3 separate regions of the Rattus norvegicus genome follow, and regions 2 and 3 are each linked to region 1. Evidence: chromatin contacts called from public Hi-C data. All regions are on one chromosome and are shown on one strand. Each heading gives the region's core, a stretch centred on a gene start, on an enhancer-like site or on the middle of the called end of the contact. The rest is flanking DNA. Distances are from core to core; before and after follow the strand shown.

What was found. A called contact is a pair of places that touch in the nucleus more often than the background predicts.
Region 2: a Hi-C map of Schwann cells shows a contact between it and region 1, with 6 times the contacts expected there. The contact joins the enhancer-like site here to the promoter of Egr2 in region 1. A contact is called at or near these places in 10 of 12 Hi-C or Micro-C datasets (Schwann cells, frontal cortex, hepatocytes and 5 more) and 1 of 1 datasets of contacts at active chromatin or transcription factors (oligodendrocytes).
Region 3: a contact with region 1 is called in a Hi-C map of Schwann cells, with 8 times the contacts expected there. The contact joins the promoter of Rtkn2 here to the promoter of Egr2 in region 1. A contact is called at or near these places in 7 of 12 Hi-C or Micro-C datasets (Schwann cells, frontal cortex, hepatocytes and 4 more).

What each region holds. Positions count from the first base shown.
Region 1 is chr20:21,052,652-21,056,195 of GRCr8, forward strand. It overlaps Egr2 (early growth response 2), which reads right to left and starts at 1,790. Exons shown (of 2, transcript NM_053633.2): 1 at 1,280-1,790. The coding sequence starts at 1,448.
Region 2 is chr20:20,727,787-20,731,597 of GRCr8, forward strand. No RefSeq gene overlaps it. Among named protein-coding and RNA genes, the nearest start is that of Zfp365, 65 kb to the left of the region's middle. Within about 2 kb of position 1,280, at least 46 of the 93 cell types and tissues checked have an H3K27ac peak or open chromatin away from gene starts, as enhancers often do. A contact at or near this core is called in Schwann cells, where this site is marked.
Region 3 is chr20:20,606,962-20,610,572 of GRCr8, forward strand. Rtkn2 (rhotekin 2) reads right to left here and starts at 1,901. Exons shown (of 12, transcript NM_001107625.2): 1 at 1,658-1,901. The coding sequence starts at 1,696.

The DNA of each region.
Region 1 (3,544 bases), core at 540-3,039:
CGTGGAAATTCACACATGCACGTGCGTGCACACGCTCTCTCTCACACACATATACACGGCCATCCCCATTTCATGATTCCAACACTACAGAGCTGGAGCAAAGTCCAACAGGTGGGGAAACTGAGGCCTGGAGAGACAGTAAGAAGTTAGTCAGAGTCTAGGACTCAAGAACTGTATCTCCAAGAAGCAGGGCATGCCCCTTCCTGCCTCTATTCCCCAGGCATCTGCAAGAGTAAAACACCCAATAACAGCAACAATATCAAACAATTTCCCATCTGCCTCGGACTTCTCTCCCACTCCTTTGCCTTGTGGTCCTACCGCGGAGGCAACCGCACAGACACCAGTAAAAGAACGGACCAATCCCAAGCGGCACACAGAAGGTGCCAGCCGCGGGAGAGGGGAACCCCAGAATGGGTAAGTGGGTGGGTGATGTTCTTGCTGCTAATTCCTGGTGCCACCTCCCCCTTCCTCTCCCGCTGCGCTTCAGCTGAAGACTGCCAGTAGGAACCCGGGCAGCGGAGGAAGGAGTCTAGGGTTCCCTTCCCTCCCATCAACCTCGGCCAAGCCCGACACCCGCGCATCCCTGCCTTAGCCTAAGACTAAGAGTCTGGGCTTCTAGGAAGGCGCGGGGGCTGAGGAAGACGACTTTACACAGCATTGCCAAGGAACCCGGAGCACACTGGAGCCAGCGCGGGCCTCCCTAGGCATTCCCCCTTGCCGCTTCCCGCTGTTATTTGCCCTGCTCCGTCTGGCTAACCCCATTCACTCCGGGGCTATGCGCAAGTTGGGTGGTGCCTCTCAGCCGCATCAGAAGCGTAACGCGCTCGTTGAGCCTCCCCGAGTGGGCTCTGCCCAGAGAGCGCTGCCCGCGCGTTTCCTAAGCGCTCCCCTGCCACTTAGCTCTCCAGAGGCGCAGCTTTAGCCTGACTGCTGAACTTTCCCATCACTTTAACCCTATCCCAGAAGCGCAGAGTCCTGCTGATGGACCTGACTCAAGAACCAGGAGCGGGTGATCCTTCAGCCCTGCGTCCAGCCAAAGCTGGGCGCGCCCGGAGCCGCAGGCATGAGGGTTGCTTTTGGTGACCAGGTGCATCTGCCCGCGCGGCGCGCACGGCCTAGGAGCCCTTGTCCGTTCTTTCCCCCGCCCCCCCTGCACCCACTTCCAGTCTTCAGAGGCAGTGTGGTCAGCGCCGTCCACCTCAAGTCCCTATTCTCCCCACCAAGCCCCACACACCCACCGTTCCCCACCCACAAGCTCCGAAGAGGACACACAGCTTACCTCCAGCCACTCCGTTCATCTGATCAAAGGGGCCTCCCAGTTCACCATTGGGGAAGATGGTCACCGACGGGGCGGCGAGGTCTTCCACCGGGTAGAGGCTGTCAGGCAGCTGGTGCATAAAACCACTGAGAGTTACTGGGATTTTGTCTACGGCCTTGGCGGTCATCATTTGCTCCTCGCACAACCTGGAGACCCAACTCCCTCGCTACCTGGAGTGCCAGAGAAGCCGTTTTTGGAGAGGGGTTGGACTGAGCCTGGGATGGTATCTCCTTTTGCCCTCCACACTTAGAAAAGACCACCACCACCACACATCCACACACACACAAAAAAAAAATTCTAACAGAAATAAAACTAGCAACCAAGTTGTTGGCTTCTTAAGGAAGAAAAAAAAATGGCTATCTGCCACTGACTCTCTCCTGCCTGGGATCCGGCTGTTGGGGAGCCAGGAGTTGCTGATGTAGTGTTATTATAACAGTCAGTGTGTCCCCTCGCCCAGCAATTAATGAATCGCTGCTCTCTCAGACGGAAAGTGTTAGGCTCGGAGTATTTATGGGCAGGTCTTCAATAACCCGTGACGTCGCTGCCCATATATGGACTGAGGAACAGGGCTGGGCCTGGTAGCTTTTGCCGGTCACATGGCCAATTTGCATACGGGCTTGGCTGCGCGGGCTCCGCCGAGCTCGCCCGGAACGATTCGCTGCCGGTGGACAACCGCCCGGGTCTGGAGCTCTCGGCCCCTGCCTGCAACGGGGACTCCGGACTGCAGAGTTCAGCGCGGGGAAGGCGCGATCACCGACCCTGACGCGGCTGCCGTGGGTGAACCCACGGGCAGCGATGGTAGCTCTGTCTCTTGGGGCGGGGAGGAATTCCGGTTCTCCGAGACTTTCCAAAAAAGGAGAAGATCCGGTAGTGGCGGCTCCGCCTCCCCAGCCCTTGTTTGGGAGCCATTCCGGAAAATTAAACTTCGGAAAGAAACCGAGCGCTGCCGAGACACTACAGTCAAACCCCTCCTTCACTTTCTTGGCAGCTCAAAACCGCAAGCAAAAGAAAAAAAAAAAAAGACAGAGAAAAAAAGAGAGAGAGAGAGAAGAAAAAAAAAATTACCCGCACTCACGGAAGCTGACTGCCTTTTTCTGAATTACACGGTGGAAAGTAGTGTCTGGTGATAAGAGTAAATGCGGTCTTGCTTTTTTGGAAAGTCTGTGCTATTTATACAGGAGTGAAAACGGAACAGGTCTGGGCTGTTTGTTTGTTTAAGTATTTTAGGTAACTTGAGGGTAGGGGTTAGGGTAGAGAGAATGGAGCAGAAGAGCTGCTGGAGCTTCCAGAGAGATCCTCGGCCAGAGGCACCCCCACCCCCACGCCCCCTGCCCGCGCTCTCCCGCTCCCTCCCCTCCAGCTGCTGCACAAAGCGGGCGCCCTTCCCGGCGTGTCTGGGCGGTCGGCTGCGTGGGGGCGACCAGATGGAAGCTTGGACACTCACCCTGCCCGCTGCGCGCGCGCGCGCGTACACACACACACACACACACACACACACACACACACACACACACTCCACTTCCGCTACACACTCTCCCTCCTCCGCTGCTCTCTGACAAACCCACTCCACACACCTTAACGCTACACACCACACACCTCCCTCCTGACAGCGCGCGCGTGTGCGCTCGCCGGCCAGGCGACAGACAGGATACCCTAGGAAGACACTGCGCTCACCTACACAACCCACCAAACCCCCTGCCCCATCCCTATGCGTACACTTTCCAAGGGTGCATCCTACCACCGGCGCCTAAGGTCTACCCCAGGAATAGCCTTCCCCTCCCTTGCTTAGAGCTTGTTCGGCGATGAGTGACAACAAATGACAGTTTCGGGTCGCCGTGGCCCCCACACGTGTTTTCCTCGGCAAACAAACAAACAAACATGCCCTTCCAGTAGAAATCTTCCTGTTAAATGACCAAAACTTTTCAGAGAGCTAAAACTGCTGGCCCTCCGGACTTTCGGCTCCCACCTCCCCACACGCCCAGCCCGCATCCGATGCGCTCCGGCTGCCGCAGGGTACCCAAGCCCGAGGCTCCGCGACCTGCGTAGCCTGGGATCGCAGGCGCGGGCTGGGAAACTGCGCTGCCCTTCCCAGCTCCAAAGTCCCGCAGCGAAGGGATCCAGCCCGAGCTAGGCAGTTCTCTTTCTTGACCCACGCTACCGGGAGCAGCGAGGATCCCGGGTAGGCAGGAGCCACGGCGCCACGCCGTGGAGGGAGCGCGGCGCTGC
Region 2 (3,811 bases), core at 30-2,529, 330 kb before region 1:
AGTGAGCCAGGACCACACCGTGTATGTGAGAGAAGATGCCGAAAAAAAACGAATCTGGGAAGGGTATACAAAAACACACCCTTTCTGCCTAAGTTAACAGTTCTTGGATACTGTTCTTGGAAAATGAAATGAAAAAAAAAAACAAAACAAACAAACAAAAAAATGAAAATTCTTCTTTCTTAGGAAATGCACAGCCCCCTGACATAGAGTTCACTTTGCCGCAGGTATCACATGGATCTTTATTGAAACAAACCACTCACTATAGAAGGCTGACGGCCGTAATACAATGGGCAGATTGGTTAGTGTCTCCCAGCTGGGGACAGCATCACACGATACAGCCTGTATACTAAGAGCAGTGGTTCTCAACCTTCCTAATGCAGTTCCTCACGTTACAGTGACATCCCCAACCTAAAATTATTTTCCTTACTGCCTCACAACTGTAATTTTGCTACCGTTATGAGTCATACTGTAAATATCTGATGTACAGTATATTCGGTATGTAGGGGCTGCGACCCACAGATTGAAAACCACCAACTTAGAGGCTCTTCCACCCTTGGCCCAGTTGAGCTGTAGTTCAGATAGTACCCAGAAAACACTGGCCACAAACAGATCGAGGCAGGGTAAACAATGAATACCCCAAATATATGAAGCATTGTGTCATGTCTTTTTCTACTGCCTCTCCATTTCCCACCTTTCCCAACCCGGTTCCCTTTTCTTTGGTATCCAGCCACTGACTCTTCGTGTCACCCCTTGAAGCCATTGTTTTGCTGTGCCAGCCCCCGCCTGTTCTCGCTCCCTCGCACGAGTTGCCCAATTTGGGCTACTCATCTTTAGCTTGTTTAATTTGGCCTCAAGGGTCCTCATGGCTTGGCAGAGAGGTGAAGCTTGGCTCACTCCTTCATGGGTGGATTTGTTCAGTGGAGGACCAGGGCTAGGGTCGACGGCAGTTAAAAAAAAAAACACTGAAGTGGAAACTAGGGCAGAGGTCCCAGCATCCATGTGTCGTGACCCGCTGAGGCTTGGCCACCTGTCTGGAGAGATTTGAGGCTTCCATGCCTCGGGAGGAACAAGTCTTTTAGCTTCGTTCCCACTTCTTAATCAGAAAAACTGCCCTTGCTTGTCATGCAGGTCCTTGGCAAAGGTTCAGTGGGCGTTACCCACATTCCCCCTCTCGCCACACCCCAGCTCCACAATGGCCACCATTGTCTCCCGAAGGACTTCTCTTGTGCCTGAGGAGACTGGCACAGACAGCTCACTGCACCCAGCTGAGAAGTTCAGCCTCTCAGAACTGGACTCAAGCTGTTCCCAACAGCCCACATTCCACAATGAAGGACTGTCCTGTAGTAGGTGACAGAATGAGTCACTTTCTTTCTTCACTCTGGATTAAGGATGAAGACTGAACAATCAAAGTAATACTCGCCCTTAGCCCCAGGTTTGTTTACAGGAGCCCCACTATGCGCTCTCAAGCAACCAGGAGAAAGCCATTGTTTCTGCTTTGCCAATGCGGAAACTCAGTTTCGCAGTGGTGATTGGCCCACTGTTTATCTCAGGGGTTAGCCGGAATCTTCCCGTGCCAGGAAGAGTGTGTCTGTGTTACTGAGTCAGATCCCTGAAAGCTGTTTTAAAAAGATTAGGAGATATAGGGAGAGCACAGGTCCAACTCTGGGTTATATGAGAAAAAGAGAGAAAAGAAAGGAGTATATGAAGTTGGGAAGAGGTGGGAGGGTGAAGAATGGGTTTGATAGGAGTTAGGGGAAGACTAAAGTGGATGCATATGGTAAAAATAAATTGCAAGAATATTTAAAATTCTCAAAGAATTTATATATAATGAAGATGATTTACATATACATGCATACATATATGTACACATACATATATGCACATACACACATACATATATGCATACACATAAATGTACACGTACATATAAATTGTACAAATATATATGCATATATACATATTTACATATGTATATAGGCACATATGTACATATACATATATACATATACATATATGTACATTGACATATACACATAAATTATACACACATATGCATATTACATATATACATGCATATATACATACATATATATGCACATATTTACATATATACATACACAATGTACATATACACATACATATAGTACATATATAGACATGCATAGACATATATACATATACAATGTGCATATGTATATATGTATATATATATATTAAAAAAGAAGAAGGAAACAGTATTCTTGCAGAGATCCTTCAAGAATGCTGACCTCAGCATCCCTGGCTACATGCAGTTTTGGTTGGGCTCCTCAGAAAGGGCCAGCTTTGTACCAGGGACCGAGGAAATTGCTGGAGGTTAGGAAGGAGCTGTGACCCTTCAAAGGGAATTAATTGCTCTCAGGTAATGACTTTGCAGTCTTTATTTTTAAAGATTTACTTACTTGTGTATAGGGTGAGGTATATGTGTCGAGGTCAGAGGACGATTTGAAAGGGTGATTCTCTCCTCCAGAGACTGAACCCAGGTTGTGTGAGAGGTACCTTTGCTGGTTGAGACAGCTCACCAGCCTAGTAGAATTTTCTAAGTTATGTAAATATTGGTGACTGTAAGAGAGTAAAAGAAAGCAATGTGGAGTTACTCGGTCTATTCAGTAGAATTATTGGATATTGCATATCTAAAACCGTGGTGTTGCATCTTGCCTTTTCAAAATAAGTTTGTCTCTAGAAAACTCTCCCTGAGGAAATGAATTGGGACACATGTGAAGCTATTTGGAAACATCAAAATAATTTGTGTTTAATAACCTATAGTGCGTCAGTACCGCTGTGTCCTGATGCTTTACAGAAGAGATGATGTTCATGCTGTAGAGACTGTGGTTGAAAGCAGGAGGAATTCTAAGCCCTGTTCTCTTGGGCTCACAAACCCATGGGGTCACTTTTATTTATGGGACATCATTGGTAAAGTTTCCAGTTCTCCGAGGAGGTCAGGATGGGCTGTCACATGTGCCTTATGAAGAACGTTAGGTACTTGTGAATATTGGCTGTTGTCAAGGAAGTAGCTACCAAAAGGGATGTCTCCACGGCTCATTAAATGGAAACTGGATTTGTAAGGTGGTTCTGTGGCTGAGGGAGCTTGCAGCCAAGCATAATGACTGTAGTTCAATCCCTGGATTCCATATAGTAGAAAGACAACCAGTTCCCTGAAAGTTATCTTTTGAACCCCAACAAGCACACAGACACACATGGAATAAGCGTAATGTTTTTTTAAACTTTTCTTTTTTTCTTTTCTTTTCTTTTTTTTTTTTTTTTTTCGGAGCTGGGGACCGAACCCAGGGCCTTGCGCTTGCTAGGCAAGCGCTCTACCGCTGAGCTAAATCCCCAACAGCATAATGTTTTTTTAAAATGGAGTCTGTATGGCATAACGATATACTTTTAAAGATTCATTTAGGGCTGGGGGTATAGCTCAGTGGGTAGGGTGATTACTTGGCATGCATAAGGGCCTGGGTTCAAGTCCCAGCATGGTTAACACTCTTTTTTTTTTTTTGGTTCTTTTTTTTTTTTTTTTTTCGGAGCTGGGGACCGAACCCAGGGCCTTACACTTCCTAGGCAAGCGCTCTACCACTGAGCTAAATCCCCAACCCCGGTTAACACTCTTTTTTAGTAAAACAGTACTAAAAATGTGCTCTCTCCAAGTCCATCCTTTTGTAGCATTATTTGGAGGTCAGCATCTTGGTTATGCACAGGAAGGATGCCACCTGCTCCAGGACCATGCAATCGAGGTCAAGTGAGGGCTGTAAACACCTGACTGCTGTTCTGTGTA
Region 3 (3,611 bases), core at 651-3,150, 450 kb before region 1:
CAGGCATTTCAGCCGTTCTGCAGCTATGGAAATTAGACTCAGAACGATGCCTGGGTTATTGAGAATTACACAGCAGAATGGGATCTGACCCCAACCTCACTCCAAAACCAACACTCAGTGCATGAAGAGTCGGAAACACCCCCCCCCCCCCGGGCTGAAGCAGAGTGCAAACCACTAAACCTCTGGTCTCATCCTGTTAGATCACAGACTTCATTTGGGGGGAGGGGACGAGTACCAAATAGAAATGCAATGCTAAGTCAAGTCTAAAATTCTGCTCCTGACTCGACTATTCCTGTGAGGTTGAAACCAGTTACTATGTCGTTGTTTATTTGCAAAACCCAAACAAAAGCCAGTTCTACACTTTAATTATTTTGATATTATGCTTAGAAATTGCTATCTTGCCATATTTACATAAACAAGCCTTAATATATTTGCTATATATACCAGCGGCTTTGTCATCCTCTCTTCTCTACCATCCTTAAATGTCACTGTCGCACACACTAATAAGCACACTTGGATGGCCACATCAGCACTCACAGGATCCCTACGGGAAACTCGACAGATCTTCATTCAGTTCGGTAAAAGTAGAGGCTGTGATGACAATCAACGTAGGAATGGGATGTGGCTCAGGTGATCTAGGGCTTGCCTAGAATGCACAAGGCACTGGGTTAGACCCCAGCTCCGCTCCACAAAAGTCAGGCTTGGTGGGGCACTCCTATAAACTCCACAGTAAGAAAGTAGAGGCAAGCGGAGCCTCAGGAGTTCAAGGCTACCTTTAGAAAAGACAACCAGGACACCCAGAATACACAACAAAATAAGAAGAAATACTTCACAAGAGAGTTGAAAGTTTTCTGTATGTTACTGGAAAACAGGTCCTATGATTACTAATACGGTTTGCAGAATAACTTGAAGCCTGGCTCAACTCTCCAGAGAATTACAGAGGGCTTTCTAACAAGGCAGTAGAAATTCTGTGAACCTGCAGTCTTCGTCTAGATAGAATTACTATTATACTTCAGGAGCCGGTAAGAGGTGAAAATTAAAACGGAAATGAAGATGGAGCTAAAAAGGGCATAAGGGTCTTCTTTTAATTAAAGTGCTAAAATAATGAACAGAAAGTATACTTTTAACTCTTGACTGGGGTTCCCAAGAAATACTCTCGACAACACTAAAATGTAAAAGGTTTTGAACACATCTAAAGATGGCTAAACAACAAACAAACAAACAAACAAAACCAACCAAACAAAAAAACCCCACTGGATTTATTTGCAACTCAGTGTTTTTTCCTAGTATTTGTTCAAGAATCCACGTTTAAACTTACACCTTCCTGGAAAGCTAAGAACATGCCTTTTGAGCGTCCACCCCGCGGTCACCCCACAGTCTGATGCTTGCCCACATCGCTGAAAGCAGCACCTTGCACTAGATGCCCAGCTGCGTAGGCTGCGAAGACACTGGGAGCAAACCGGGGACCGGCTCCCGGGGCATCACCTCCTCTGCAAGCCTAGGAAGACCCGCAGGTGGGAAGGGCCCCGGCGTCCTCCTCCAGCCCCGGCCCTCGCTCTCCTCCTCGGGTGCAGCCTACAGGCGTGCAACGCCACGGAGCTCGCCCGGCTCCGGATCTCGGTCCAGGCTGCCACTCTCCAGTCCCGGCCTCGCTCACCTGCTGCGCGGCGAGGCCCCTCAGCAGCTGCCCTTCCATTTCGGCGCACGTCAACCACGATTTGAAAAGCGCGCCCCGGGGCTGCAGCTGCAGACCGCACCAACCGCTCGGCCGTACCAAGTCCGAGCTGCAGGGGAACCCGGCCCACGACGCCGCGCAAGCGCACTAGGGTCCGCTCCGTCTCTAGAACAGCACGAGACCCGAGGACTCTGCACAGACCCTCTGCTACAGCCGGCCTTAAGCAAGGGCGGGGAGTGGGCGGAGCCTGGATATGCGGTGGGCGGGGTTTGAATAAGAGCGGGCTCGGATGGGTGGGGTCTGTGGTGGGTGGGGCCTGAACTAAGAAGACCCTCATGGGTAGGCTGGACCAGAGCGGAGTGGGTGTGTTTGTGTCTGTCAGTGGGCGGGGCCCCAGCCAGTGGGCGTGGTGGAGTCTTAGAGAAGGTCTCCCTTTAGAAGCCTCAAACAGGTGGTTTTCTTGTCAGGTTTCTTCTTGCGTCCTGCTTGAAGTTCTTTAAAGGAATGGACTGACTGGACCTCACAGACCAGTCAGGGATGTAAGACCCCATTATCTGTCTCTCAAACATGGTTTCACCCAAAGATCATGCTCTGAAAGGCTGGGTGGGGAGACAGGCACCATATGAGACATTTTGCGAGTACTCCCCCTGGGTTTGTCTACATCTAAAGTGACAGCAAACAAATGTGCAGAAGCCTGGTCGTTAGCACGGGCTTTTATTAAGAGAGAGGAGGGGGAGATGCTGAAATGCTGAACTCGAGGCCTTAAGCATGACAAGATATTTGTTCACCACTGAGCTAACCAGTTTAGACTTTTAATTAGAGGATGTCCACACCCCTGTAAAGTGTTTAAAATTATCCCTTGGCATATCTTGTACCGGAAATGTGAAGGGCTTTGGACGTTTTCCTCCTGAGGGAAGACTCTACCAAATCAACCTCCTACCTCACCTCATTAAAGACCTGGGCAACACTCCTTCTATAAACAGTCTGGCCCTGTTTATTTTGGGGACATCCTTTCTTGGGTATGTTGTCCCAGTGGTCCCCCTATCTTCCACTTGTTCCAAGGTGAACTTTAAATGATATGGCCGTCTTGCTCACAGACCTCCTTGTTAAGGCAGTCAATTGAATGGTGTACTTCTTAAAAAGAAATCGAGTGTGTCAGTGAGATGGCTCAGCAAGGAAAGGTACCTACGTAATGCCAAAGCTCCTGACCTGAGTTCCAATTCCCAGTGTCCAATGGTGGAAGGACAGAACCAACTCCCCAAAGTAATGTCCATGTGCACCAGGATGTGGGCATACCTCCCCCAAACACTGAACACAGACACACGCACACACACACACACACACACACACACACACACACACACACACACGGGGCGGGAGAGAGAGATGCATATCCATATATATTATATATATAATTATCCATATATGTATATATGTATATATATGTATATATGTGCATATATGTATATGTATATATGTATATATATGTGTGTATATGTATATATATATAAAATTCCTTCCTCTCAAGTGGATAATTGCCTAGTTGAGAACCTCTGGACTAGATGATTCTAGAAGCTGCTGCCCAGTTAGGAGTGATTTTCCTCTTACTTTAGCAGCCCGTAATGACCCACAATTGTAAAGTAGGTGAAACTCAAAATTACCAACGCCCACCTCACCCAGGTGTCTCCAAACACGGGTCTGAATTCCATTCCCGTGAAGTGCCCTTTGACCCAGCGCACGGGTCTCTTGTGCTGCTCCTTTGTGATGTAATTAGCTGCAGGAGCCGGGCATCACGCCTGACACACAAATGAAGACGTACACACGGTAAATGAACTGTACACAGAGAGCTCATCGTCAGACTCACAGCATTTACCCTGTAACACACACAGCGCTCAGACTCAGACCAAAGCGCCTTGAGAGAGAAAACCAAAAAGGT